Regions from separate parts of the Mus musculus genome. Here regions 1 and 2 are each linked to region 3. A link is a contact called in public HiChIP or PLAC-seq and promoter capture Hi-C data. All regions are on one chromosome and are shown on one strand. Each heading gives the region's core, a stretch centred on a gene start, on an enhancer-like site or on the middle of the called end of the contact. The rest is flanking DNA. Distances are from core to core; before and after follow the strand shown.

The links. HiChIP or PLAC-seq counts read pairs in DNA pulled down with a chosen protein or histone mark. Capture Hi-C pulls out chosen DNA fragments and counts their contacts.
Region 1: an H3K27ac HiChIP or PLAC-seq map of microglia shows a contact between it and region 3, with 6 times the contacts expected there. The contact joins two enhancer-like sites. A contact is called at or near these places in 2 of 15 datasets of contacts at CTCF or cohesin (large pre-B cells and pro-B cells), 3 of 484 Hi-C or Micro-C datasets (3T3-L1-derived adipocytes, bone marrow-derived macrophages and neutrophils) and 6 of 115 datasets of contacts at active chromatin or transcription factors (the 230-238 cell line, CD8 T cells, the HPC-7 cell line and 2 more).
Region 2: a promoter capture Hi-C map of adipose tissue shows a contact between it and region 3. The contact joins two enhancer-like sites. A contact is called at or near these places in 2 of 15 datasets of contacts at CTCF or cohesin (large pre-B cells and pro-B cells), 1 of 484 Hi-C or Micro-C datasets (nephron progenitors), 2 of 115 datasets of contacts at active chromatin or transcription factors (the 230-238 cell line and microglia) and 4 of 9 other capture datasets (adipose tissue, embryonic stem cells, liver and 1 more).

What each region holds. Positions count from the first base shown.
Region 1 is chr7:114,450,477-114,454,792 of GRCm38.p6, forward strand. The region is part of intron 1 of Pde3b (phosphodiesterase 3B, cGMP-inhibited); the gene reads left to right. Among named protein-coding and RNA genes, the nearest start is that of Pde3b, 37 kb to the left of the region's middle. Within about 2 kb of position 2,950, at least 99 of the 459 cell types and tissues checked have an H3K27ac peak or open chromatin away from gene starts, as enhancers often do. A contact at or near this core is called in the 230-238 cell line, CD8 T cells, the HPC-7 cell line and 4 more, where this site is marked.
Region 2 is chr7:114,524,248-114,528,452 of GRCm38.p6, forward strand. Pde3b (phosphodiesterase 3B, cGMP-inhibited) reads left to right here. Exons shown (of 16, transcript NM_011055.2): 12 at 2,534-2,733. Among named protein-coding and RNA genes, the nearest start is that of Cyp2r1, 37 kb to the right of the region's middle. Within about 2 kb of position 2,209, at least 14 of the 459 cell types and tissues checked have an H3K27ac peak or open chromatin away from gene starts, as enhancers often do. A contact at or near this core is called in adipose tissue and pro-B cells, where this site is marked.
Region 3 is chr7:114,289,790-114,293,897 of GRCm38.p6, forward strand. No RefSeq gene overlaps it. Among named protein-coding and RNA genes, the nearest start is that of Psma1, 16 kb to the left of the region's middle. Within about 2 kb of position 2,847, at least 202 of the 459 cell types and tissues checked have an H3K27ac peak or open chromatin away from gene starts, as enhancers often do. A contact at or near this core is called in the 230-238 cell line, CD8 T cells, the HPC-7 cell line and 5 more, where this site is marked.

The DNA.
Region 1 (4,316 bases), core at 1,700-4,199, 160 kb after region 3:
AACAATGATTGCCAATGTATGGAAAGTTCAAGAATCCAGTAGTTGTTCAGTTCATGAGACTGGATGTTTCAATTTGTCTTCAGTATGTGTCTGAATCCCAAAGTAAACTCAAATGCCAGTGAAGGAATGAACTTGCGATCAAGGGTGAGAGCAAGCAGGCAAAGAGAAAGAGCTTCCTTCTTCTATGTCCTTCATACAGTCTGGCAACAGAAGGTGTGGTCCACCTTAAAGGTAGATCTTTCCACCTCAAAAGATTTGGATTAAAGGTTATTCTTCCCACCTAAAAATTTGGATTAGAAGTAGATCTTTCCACTTCAAATACTTTAACAACAACAAAAATCCCTCATAGGTGTGGCCAGTCCTTAAGTTTTAGTTAATTGCTAATACAGTCAAGTTGACAACAAAGTATAGCTATCACAGTGTTCTGTTGCTGTGAAGAAACACCATGACATGGCAGCTCTTATAAAAGAAAACATTTTGGGCCTTGCTTACAGTTTTAGAGGTTTAGTCTGTTATCATGGTGGGAAGTATGGCAGCATTTAGGCAGACATGGTGCTGGAGAAGTAGTTGAGAGTTTACATCTGGGTCTGCAGGCAGCAGGAAGAGAAAGACACTGAACCTGGTTTGGACTTTTGAAATCCCAGTGCTCACCCTCCAATGACACATTTTCTCTACAGGCTACACCTAGCCCAACAAAGCTATACTTATCAATTCTTCTCAACTATTGCCACTCCCTGATAATTAAGTATTCAAATATGGGAACCATTCTTATTCAAACCACCATAGAATGTAAATTTGATATGTGTTAATAATATTGATTCTTCTCTGAAGCTGAAACCTGTAGCGTATGTAAGAGAACATACTTTTTGTGTTACATTTCCTGGGATCTTGTGACTATATATATATTTTAATACCTGATTGGGCAGTGATAAAAAAGGTCAAAGAAATGATTTCACTCAAGGCTAGCTTAGTGGGAACCAAGGTGTTCTCAGGAGAGATTGTATAATAATCCACCAGATTCATAAAGTACACTTGTATTCTCTGGTCTTTTCAGGTAATCTTTCATGATGCTCATGCTGAGAGATGCAGTTGTAGCTAACAAAAGGTTTTTGTTTTATAGTTGTGGACTACTGCTGGTCATGCTGTTTCTGAGATAATTTATTGGTATTTCCTTTCCTATTGCATATACATATGCCCAGAAGCTGGAAAGAACCCAGATGTCCCTCAACAGAGGAATGGATTTAGCAAATGTGGTACATTTACACAATGGAGTACTACTCAGCTATTAAAAACAAAGAATTCATGAAATTCTTAGACAAATGGATGGATCTGGAGGATATCATTCTAAGTGAGGTAACCCAATCACAAAATAACACACATGATAGGCACTCACTGATAAGTGGATATTAGCCCAGAAGCTTAGAATACCCAAGATACAATTTGCAAAACACATGAAACTCAAGAAGAAGGAAGACCAAAGTGTGGATACTTCAATCCTTCTTAAAAGGGGAACAAAATACCCATGGAAGTTGTTACAGAGACAAAGTTCGGAGCAGAGACTGAAGGAATTACCATCCAGAAACTGCCCCACCTGGGGATCCATCCCATAAACAACCACCAAACCCAGACACTATTGCATATGCCAACAAGAGATTGCTCACAGGAACCTGATATAGCTGTCTCCTGAGAGGCTCTGCCAGTGCCTGACTAATACAGAAGTAGGTGCTCACAGTCATCCATTAGACAGAGCACAGGGTCCCCAATGAAGGAGCTAGAGAAAGTACCCAAGGAGCTGAAGGGGTTTGCAGCCCCCTAGGAAGCACAACAATATGAACTAACCAGTAACCCCAGAACGCTCTGGGACTAAACCACCAATCAAAGAAAACACACGGAGGGACTCGTGGCTCTAGCTGTATATGTAGCAGAGGATGGCCTAGTTGGTCATCAATGGGAGGAGAGACCCTTGGTCCTGTGAAGGCTCTCTGCCCCAGTATAGGGGAATGCCTGGGCCAGGAAGCAGGAGTGGGTGGGTTGGGGAATAGGGGGAGGGAGGAGAGGATGGGGATTTTTGGAGGGGATACTAGGACAGGGGATAACAGTTGAAATGTAAATAAAGAAAATATCTAATAAAAAAATGAAATGAACAAACAAACATGTGGATAGATGAAGTTGCCAAGGAAGAGTATATCCAGAACACAAACGGGGACTCAGATTTAAGTATTGGGCCACAATTCCATTGTAAACCAGAGGAAGAGGACTTGAGAAGTAGGAGAGACACCCAGGAGAGGAGATCACTTAAACCTCGATGGGGGTGGGGTGAGTGGGGGAGGTTTTGAGGATACAAACTAGGTTGGATAATTTTGAAAAGCTGATGCAGAGGTGATTTGTAAATTGTTATAGGATTTTGCAAAGTGAGGATTGTTTTTGTCCTTTAAAAGTTGTTTCAGCCAAATTGTTGCCGTCAACATCAGATCAGAGCAGGCAGAACAGTCCCTGGGACGAGGGGGAAGAGAAGAGGGGGAAGAGAACAGTCCCTGGGACGAGGGGAAGAGAAGAGGGGGAAGAGAAGACCCTTTTGAGAAACCTTTAGCTGCTCTGGGGAAGGACAGAGAACTGAACAGTTACTTATGAGGAGGAAGTACATTCTCTAGAGTGAAGAGGCTTTTTTGTTTTGTTTTGTTTTTTGTTTTTGTATTCTCTAGAGTACTTCTGAACTTAGGATGCATCTATCCTTGCTATCTTCTCTCTTAAAGTGAAGTCTGTCAATTATCTGTTACCTGGAAGATTGATTCCTAATACCTTTTTGCAGGAAGAGGAAGGCTAGTTTATTTTTCACATTTTCTGTGTACTATAGTTCTCTCTTTCATTTTGTTAGAGTCCTTAGCAAGTGGTTCCTGTTTCTTTGAATGATAAGGACTGAAGCTTCTGCTTTTCTATGTTGTAATAGCTGTCAGGGAAAATTTGAGTGACAGTGCTAGTGATAACTGTAATTAGACAATATATAATGACGTTTACTGTGCAGATGGGGCTATTTGAGAAGACATGTTTAAATTTTTTTCTTCTGATTTGTACATGTGACACACCTGTACCTACCCATCCGTACACAGCTCCCTGTAAGCATACGGTGCCACAGTGTACATGTGGAAGTCAGAAGACAGCCTCCACAGTTTTCTCCTTAGACTTTGCTTCTAAAGCAAGCTCTGTGATATTGTTTCTGTCTTGCTGTGTATCCACACTAGATGGCCCATGAGCTTCCAGGTGGCTTCTGACATTTTTACCAACTGACCCTTCTTGTTGGTCCCTGCTTTTAAAATTTTAATATTGAAAGCCACATGAAAGCCACATGAAAGGAGTGGTTATTAACCTCAACAGAGAAACTATGGGCCGAGAAACGGTCTGTATTGTTGTAGAGCTTTTCTTCTCAGCCACCTTGTTTATTGGGCTCTGCATTTACAAAGCAATGTCTCATCTTCTTCAGTATATATCTTTGATAAATCATTTTAGCAGATAATTCTTTGCTTTTATGTCTATTATAAAAGTGTATATTTAGTATTCAATCATTTGTAACTTTATTATCTTTGAGAATCAAATTCTAAAACTAGATGGGATATTTAATTAAATAGTAATGAAAATAAATTTACTAATAGGCAGACATTTTGCTAAGCTGTTTCATTCCTTCTTTATGTTGTTGTTTACTTTGATAGCTGTGAATTTGAGTTTTTAATGTATTTGTACTCTTAACAATGAGTGCATTTGTTTCTTGTTTTGCTGTTCTTTTATATGGTTTACCATTTCTAGGATGACAGAGTAGGCCATCAGATTACCATTCTTAAACAACACTCTTGGTTTTATGACATTTCATTTTGACAATGCTAAAGAACATGCTCACAGGCTTCATTAATGAGTGTTAATGCTGTATCTATGGGTGCTCTACCTACTACAGAAAATTGTAATTTGTATATTAGTAAGCATTAGAATATGTAATTAAAGTTCTTGTTAGTAAAATGCTTAAGTTGCAAATAGAGTTCATGGGTTTAAGTCTTTGTTATTTTACTATCAGAATTAAAATTTTAAGTTATAGCCAGGCGTGGTGGCGCACGCCTTTAATCCCAGCACTCGGGAGGCAGAGGCAGGCAGATTTCTGAGTTCGAGGCCAGCCTGGTCTACAAAGTGAGTTCCAGGACAGCCAGGGCTACACAGAGAAACCCTGTCTCGAAAAACAACAAACAAACAAACAAACAAACAAAAAACAAACAAACAATTTTAAGTTATAAACTTAAACTCCTTCATTTCAGATAATTGACCAAAGTATCTGT
Region 2 (4,205 bases), core at 959-3,458, 230 kb after region 3:
GAATTTGTGCTGGTGAGAGAGCTCAGCAGTTAAGAGCTCTTGTGGTTCTTTCAGAGAACTCAGATTCATTTTTAGCACTCCTGTTGGGTGGCTCACAATCCAGCTACAAGAGACTTTTGGCTTCTTTTGGCCTTGGCAGATACTGCACTCATGAATGCATATTCATTCTCTCTCTCTCTCTCTCTCTCACTCTCTCTCTCTCTCCTTTCTTTTTTGTAATGTCAGGAAAAGAACTGAGGACCTTGTGGATGCTACTCAAACATTCTACTGAGCTACAATCCTGAGTTCTTAGTAGCATCTATTAAAGAGTTCTTCATACATTTTAAATATAGTGGACTCCTAAATGCTATGACATCAGTGGTTTACCTTATAAAAATGCTGTGCACATAAGTTAACATGTGAGAAAGTCCCCAGTGTCATACATAGTGCATAGCCGTCTCGCAGTGCTCTCTTGGCATCCTGGATGAAAGTCAGAAGCATCAAATTGTACTTTCAGTTTTATTTCATTTATTTGTGTTTCTCTCTATAATAGAACCATGTCTTTATCACTTGAGCTGTGTAATATGCTTTGAAATTAGGAAGTATGAGTTCTCAGTGTTGCAATGTTCTATTTTTTTTCCTTTGAGGTGATTTTGGCCATTCAGTCTCTTGTATTTATACATTAATTATATATTCAGTTTACATTTTTATGCTCAAAAAGCGAGCTTGGATTTTGATTATATACAGTGTTGAATCTGCAGAAAAATTTGTAAATCATTGCCTTTTTAATGTTAGGTTTCTGTCAAATTTATATGTACTGCTGTTATCAAGAGCCTTCTGTCTAAGCTTTAAGTAGTTACTGAGTTTTTGTTTTGTTTCACTTTCTACATTTTTGTTGTTGCTTTTGTTTATTTTAACACAATATCTCATGTACTCCAGATGGTCCTTGAACTTAAAATGCTGACATGTATAGGTCTGCATCCCAGTCTCAACTACGTTTTTTAGTTTAATAGGGATATATTTTGCTATTTTTATTTTTAAAATTTAGTTTATAATTTAAGGGGGAATCCATGGTAGCTATAACACAGGAAAATGTTCAAGGTATTGACCTGATATTAATAATTAAAGTCTTGCTAGTAGCAGTTTGCCTACATAATTACATAATTACTGTTGTAAGGAGTGTTAAGCGTACAGTTTTTGAAAACTCAATATATATTGAAAACATAAACAGTATGGAAATAATGAACATTTTAAAATTAAATTATCATTCATGCATTAAAGTCATGTTAAAATTCTTGTGATATATTGACTCAAATTATGATTAAGAAATCATTTGGCCTTTGACAAGGCCTATTTCTAACTGATGAACACAACTGAGGACATCTTTTATCTCTTATCTTGTATTTTATGTGCTGCTTACTATAATACCTTTTACATTCTGGAATTTCTTCCAATCCCTTTAGCAGCAATGATAGCTTGACCATTTAGTCTTAGCTAATATAAAGACACAGAAGCAGGTAATGAGGTGTTAGGGACCAGAGTCACAGACAGGGGAAAACACACTGTTTCTATCAGGAGGAAACAGAGAAGTAGTATGAAGTAGTTCTGTTTCAGGCCTTTGTGTGTTCGTGCTTTTTGTTCTGTTCCATTGTAAAGAGCCTCATAGGAGGAAGAAGAAGAGAAAGAGAAATTGTAGTCAATGCAAGAAATGAAACATTTCTTCGGATGAGTTTTGAAAAGTAGCATCTCTATGAAAGAGCTTTGTTTGGTGATACCTCAAATTCCCTCATGTTCATATTGTTTTTAAATCAGATTTTAATCCCCTAGTTTTATTCATTTAGATCCTTTTCTATATCTACTATACATACTTAAATTTTTTCATTCAGTATATTTTGATCATATTCTTTCCCCTCCCCTACTTTCTCCCAGACCCTCCTCACCTTAATACCTACCCAACTACTTGTTCCTTCTGTCTGTCTGGCTCTCAAAAAACAAGAAAAAATAACAACAAAAATAAAATCACATCAAACTTTGAAAAAAGAAAATTAGAGAAAAGGTAACAAGATACCACACACAAACACATCCCCCAAAATACAGAGTCTGTGTTTTAGTTAACTACCCTTGGGTATAGGGCCTGTCCTGGAGTGTGACTTATGGTATACCTAATTTTATACTCCACTGGAGAAAGCTGACTTTCCCTTTCCCAGGAAGTTTCAGTTACAGTAGCTTCCTGGTTACGGGCAGGGCTTTGTCTACTTCCTCTTCTTGGTGCTAGAATTTTGTATGACTACTATGTTTAGCCCTTAAGAACAAATGTTTAGAAAATTATAAACTTAGGGTTTTCAGGTATTTATTAGTCCTAGCAAGAAAGCATCAATCTGGTGTCAGAATTCTCTAATGTCCTGCAAGATAAACAATGGGAAAGTATTTAAATCCTTTGAGTCTATTTAATTTCAATAAATTAATACTGATACTACTTATGAGAAATTCTATCCTTAGCATAATTGACAGGAAGTTAAATGCTAATGTTTGTTTACTATTTATTGCCACACAGATTCAGATGGTAGACTTGGTTCTGGACAGATTGCTTACATTTCTTCGAAGAGTTGCTGTATTCCAGATATGAGTTATGGCTGCCTATCTTCAAACATCCCTGCATTAGAATTGATGGCTTTGTATGTGGCAGCTGCCATGCACGATTACGATCACCCAGGAAGAACAAATGCGTTTCTAGTGGCTACAAATGCACCTCAGGTAGGAAAGAATTTTTCAGAAGCTTAAGAATAGTTCCAAAAAATTTTTATAACCGATTGCATATCACTCTATAATCTGTCTTTCTTGTGAGTCATGTTTTCAGTAAACTCTTCATTATAATTAATTGGTGAAAGCACATGATGATGAATGCTAAGAGGATTTTGAAAAATTAGTTTCTTCAGCTATAAAAAAGAATAGTTTATAACTCCATGTTTCATGAATTCTATATCTTGATTGAAATATTTTTGTCTTCTAACAAATTGATAAAGCTCTGGTTAGATCATTGTTCTTTCTGATTGGGTCCATAGTGTGGCTAAAAGTTGTAATAACTAAGGAGAGCCTTAATGGTTTGTTCTTTCCATTTTTCTCCTATGATTTATCTTAATATCTTTACCTTCTGTTCCTTAGCTATGAACATATTAGTGCACTAACAATTTCTTTCTTGGGGGTGATGAGATGCCTTACCAGGTGAAAGTACCTCCCTCCAAGCATGACAACCTGAGTTTAATCTCTGGGGCTGGCTTGATAGAAAGAGAAAACCAGTTACGTCAAGCTGTCCTCAGACCTCCACACATGTGCCATGGCATGCAGATGTATCCTCATCTCACATAAACAAATAAGTAAATACAAATGTAGTAAGAAGATAGACAACAATTTATTTTGGTATAGTATTTTATATGGAGGGAATATAGCTGATCAAGTACCAAACTCTTTTAGGGTCAGATCACAGTCTAAATAAAGTAGTATGAATTCCCAACATGAATACTGTAACTGCCATAACTTTAAACATGAGAACTTGGAACTAAACATGGTTTTTAGAAGAATTTAATGTGGTTTGAGGTATTTGTGTTGTAGATTGCTGCAATGTTGTATATATGTTTCTAACCAACATATAACCAGTAATCAACATCATAAAGAGTAACCAATGTTATTATTTGTGATGAATTCATCTGTCTTCACTTTTAGTATTCTGTCTTAAATTTAGTTCCATTTATCATTTGTAGCCATTTTCTGTTCCTCTTTTTATCTGTCTTGTTCAATCATGTCAACTGTTAAAAATACAGAAGATAAAGTGTGTGTTAGAGAGACAAAGACACACGTACACACACACACACGGGGGGGGGGAAGAGAGAGAGAGAGAGAGGGAGAGAGAGAGAGAGAGAGAGAGAGAGAGAGAGAGAGAGAGAGAGAGAGAGAGAGAGAGAGAGAGACACTACCTGCCCAAGGTTACATATTTGTAGTATCATTCTACAAATTTAGAGGATATTCTAACCTCCACATCACTTTGATTGACTTACTGGCAAATCACAATTCTTTGAAAAAAGCACTAGATCTGATGCCAGGAGGTTTGTATTTAATTTCTGGTTGCCCACTTGTTCCTGAGGTGTGTGAATGAAGATAGAAGCTTATCCCTCTAGGGCTGGGATAGGGCTAACCTCTTAACAGTGTCTGTGTCTAAGCATGAGGAACTA
Region 3 (4,108 bases), core at 1,597-4,096:
CTTTCATATATATGAATACACAAACACACACACAGTGGGAATCAAACTAAGGCTTTGGGTATGATAGTTAAGATGTCTTCCATGGAGCCTAAGCCCTATTTCTCTATATTTACTTGTGTATACATTCCCCCATGACCTTTTTGCCAAATAATATATGTCGTATATGTTTATTTTACAAAAAAATTCAAAATATCAAATCCCTACTGAAAGAAGAATCCCAATTTGCATCTTAAACCTAAGTCTCTCTAGGCCAGACTCAATGAAGCCTAACATTGAAAAGAAAAGTTGCTGCTGGCGTTCTGGGTCTTTCCAGCATCCAGATGGCCTGTCTGTAGCCTCGCCAGAACCAAACCCTTCCTGCTGCCTGTTCAGCTGGCCTTGGGTGGCAGCCCCAAACTACACCAGCTTCCATAACCATTAACTCTTGATTGCCCATGATTCTTAAGAAAAGGTAGGGCTTCCAATGTGAATTTGGTTGAAAGAGTACACCAAGTGTTAATCTAGAAGCCCGGCCTGGTGTATATAATATTGACCCCTGTCCACCGTGACAAGCTTCCTCTTACAGTAGCTCAGCCAACTATTGGCATGAGAGGAGCAGCATTTTGGAAGGGAGTGTGTGTGGGCAGCTTGCAGGTGAGGACAGGGCTGCCAAAGCAGGCCATGCGGTTTGTCCTGTGCCTACACACCCAGGACCTGACTTGGGCCTTTCCAGAGCATGTGTATACACAGGGCTGTTCTGCTGTTTGGGGTGTGGTTAATTTCAAAAAAACATAAAAAAAAAAGTCATTGGCAAGATTTCATGCAGCAAACAAGAATGCGCAGAGGCAGATATAAAATGACCATACTTGGATTTAAGTGGGGATTTCTCTGAAGCAGCTGAGCCAGGAAAACAAACCTGCTCCGTGTTTTTAAAGTACTCTCAGAAATCTTGCTGGTGGCAGCCATTGTTTTCATATGCATTTCACCGGGAGGTAATGTAATACCCAGCAGCAAGCTAAGCTTGAAGGTAAAGACTCCCTGTGGCTTTGCTCTTCTCCGTCGCCTAGCAAGGTTAGAAACTCATCTGCAAGGTTGCTTCTCCATTGGCTGGAAAATGCATTCTCAGATAAAAGCTGTGACCCATGTCACATTCTTCCTTATGCGTCTGTTTTCACTTATTTAAATGATGTGATGATGATGTTACCAAGAGATTATACTTTGCGCAGTTAATTAGATACCTGAGATAGTCCCAGCCCAATACAAAGTCCCAGTTTGGGACTGGAGATGTGGCTCAGTTGATATTGTCTACTTAGAATACACAAAGCCTTGGGTTTGATCTCCAGTATCACAAAAAGTGGCGTGATGGTACACACTGTCATCCCTGCACTTGAGAGGCAGAAGCAAGAGGATCCAGAGTTTAAAATCATTCTCAGCTACACAACCATTTCACGCCTTGGGATACATGAGACCCTCTCTCAAACAGTAAATAAACAATAAAAGAAAGACAAGAAACAACTTTCTGGTTTCTAGATCAGAGTCCATGAGCAAAGGGGAGCATTGCAAAGTGTTTGGTTTTATAGATCTCGAAGAGGAGAGTTCTCAGAAGAAAGGAAAGAGAAATAAAAAAGAAACATAAATTAGAGCTGTAAAGAACGGAGCTTAAAGACACTACTTAGGGAAGGAAGAATTTAAAAAGATCGTTGAGGTGAAAAGGAAGTATCTAAAAAAAATAAAAATAGCTCTCCCTTTGCTGATTTGCCGCATTCGGCCTGGAGTGATGGGCGGCTGCTCTAAGCGGAACCTCTCAGCAGTCAACATAAAAGGCCACTCTGACACAGGCTTCTTTTTGTGGCTTCACAACTTGGTCTCTTCCTTTGACCCTCTCCGCCCCTCAGCTCTTGTCTTCAGCCTCCCTACATGCTCCTCTGTATAAATGCACCGAGTTGCCTTCTGCACCGTGACCCTGTCTCCTTGTGGTGGACAAAGATCATGAACACGGGGCCTGTGCATCCAGCCATGTTGTCTCTGGCTAGCCTGGGTAACACTCCTCCCAGTTGGAACCAGTCCTCAGGGCTCTTTCCTCTGAAAGACACAGTGCACTACAGGCGCTTGGGAAAGAGTCTGTCCCCAGGAGAGGTGCACTATCACTGCCTCGATGTCATGGTTCAGAGGTTCAGTGCACCCTTCTAGAAAATAAGCCCAGACCACCCACATGCCAAGAGCAGAAAGCACACCAGTTCTGCGTGTCAATGTCTGTTTTTCAGTTCCATAATTGCTTTCTCACTAAAAATTGATGCTATTTGGCTTGCAATGGGACAATAAAATACTAGCACCATAGAGGAAATGTGAGAAAAAAATGTTACAAAAGCAAAAAGGGAACCAAGTGTGGCTAGACGTCAGCCTTTCCTCTTAGCACGTCTGAAGATAAGCCCAGCTAAAGAGGAAGACTGGTAAAAAGGAGAAAAAAAGATTAAGTTGTCTAGTGTTGGTTATTCTTTTTAAAGAATTTTTTTTAAAAGTACACTTTAGCTTTGTGAAAAGAAATTTACTTTCCTTTCGTGGGAGAAAGCCAAACTCAGGAGACCATTCCCAGGGTCTAGTGTCTAAGTTGGCATAAAACATACAAGTTGATACATAACAAGTTTCCTCCCTTAAATAAAATGCTCTATTTTCTCTACTTTCTCCATCGCCATGAAGGCTTTTTTTTTTTTTAAGAGCATCATTGCATAAAATCCTTTGACCAAATTTCACAATGCTCGTCTTATGCTAATAAGTCTTTATTTAGTTTCAGTCTTTCCAAACAAGCCTGCAAGTTTCTGACGCAGCACACAGCACGTACTCCTCTGGTCTTCACTGTCCTCTGTCCCTTGACCCGCTATGGAAATCTAGTTCAATCTTTTCACTTACAAAGGTGAAAACAGACCCTGTGTCCAGGGAGCTTTTTTTTTTTTTTTTGGTTTTCGTGCGGGGTGGGGGAGGGTCAGTGTTCACAGAACTGTGCGAGCCTCTCTGACCCAGGAAGGAGACTGGCCACCAGCCAGCCTAGCTGCCTCAGGAGCACTTCAGTTTCCTTGTGGCTCTCACTGACACAGTCCCTGCCCAGCCGGCCTGTGACTATTTAGCAGGGGTTTGTGAGCTCTGATACCGCTTCCTAACTGTCCACACTCGCCTTTCCCACATCGTGGTGCCTCTTGGAAAGCGGGAACTCCGAGTCCTGCTAAGGTGAAAAGAGTTGGAGTCCTGACCGTGGAGCCCCTTAGGATTTTCTCCTTTCCTTGAGAAGAGGGCTGTTCATTTAAAAGGATGCCAACATGTTCTATGGGGAGTACGCAGAGAATTTAGCATGATTTTTGGCATCAGGGTGGCTGGTTTCCGTTCGTCAGGAGAATATGCTATCTTCATTGTGTAAATATCTCATAAGTGCTGTCGTTTGTTGTGCGTGTATTTCTAAGAACTGAACCCACCACTCAGCCACACTCCCATGGCCCACAAAAGCGTTTTAACTTATTTTTTAGGCAGGACTTTGCCAAATTGCCCAGGCTATCCTTGAATTCTGATCATCCTGGGATTCCAGGCTTGTGCCACTTCACTTCATATATAATGGAGGGTGTGTGTGTGTGTGTGTGGGGCATAGCTTACCTTTATCAATATTTTTACCATGTGAAAATAGATTCCAGAAATAATTAAATGCATTAAATTGCTTTAGGACTTGCAGCTAAAGTTTTTGAAATTATAAATTATCTCTCATTTTAAAAGAGACTCAGCCTGTCCTCATTTTTAAATCTTCTATAATATTACCCCCACCTACCAACCCCAGAGAGAGGGACTTGCTCTGTTTGTAGACCAGCCTGACCTTGAACTCATAATTCTCTTTTCTTGGCCTCCCAAGTGCTGGGCCTACGTAAGTGTGCCACTATGCCCTGTGACATTTCCTTTCAAAAGGCAAAGGACAGGGAGTATACAGTTGTAGAAGTGCCTTTAAAGGACAAGGGTAGATCCCTTGTTGTGTTTTTCTCATTTTTGTTCCTTTTGATGACTTGGGTGATAATCACTCAGTTGCAAGCTTTCTTTTGTTGCTAACATTACCTTAACCGTCTCCTCTCCTCTCTCATTTGGGGTTGTCCAGAAC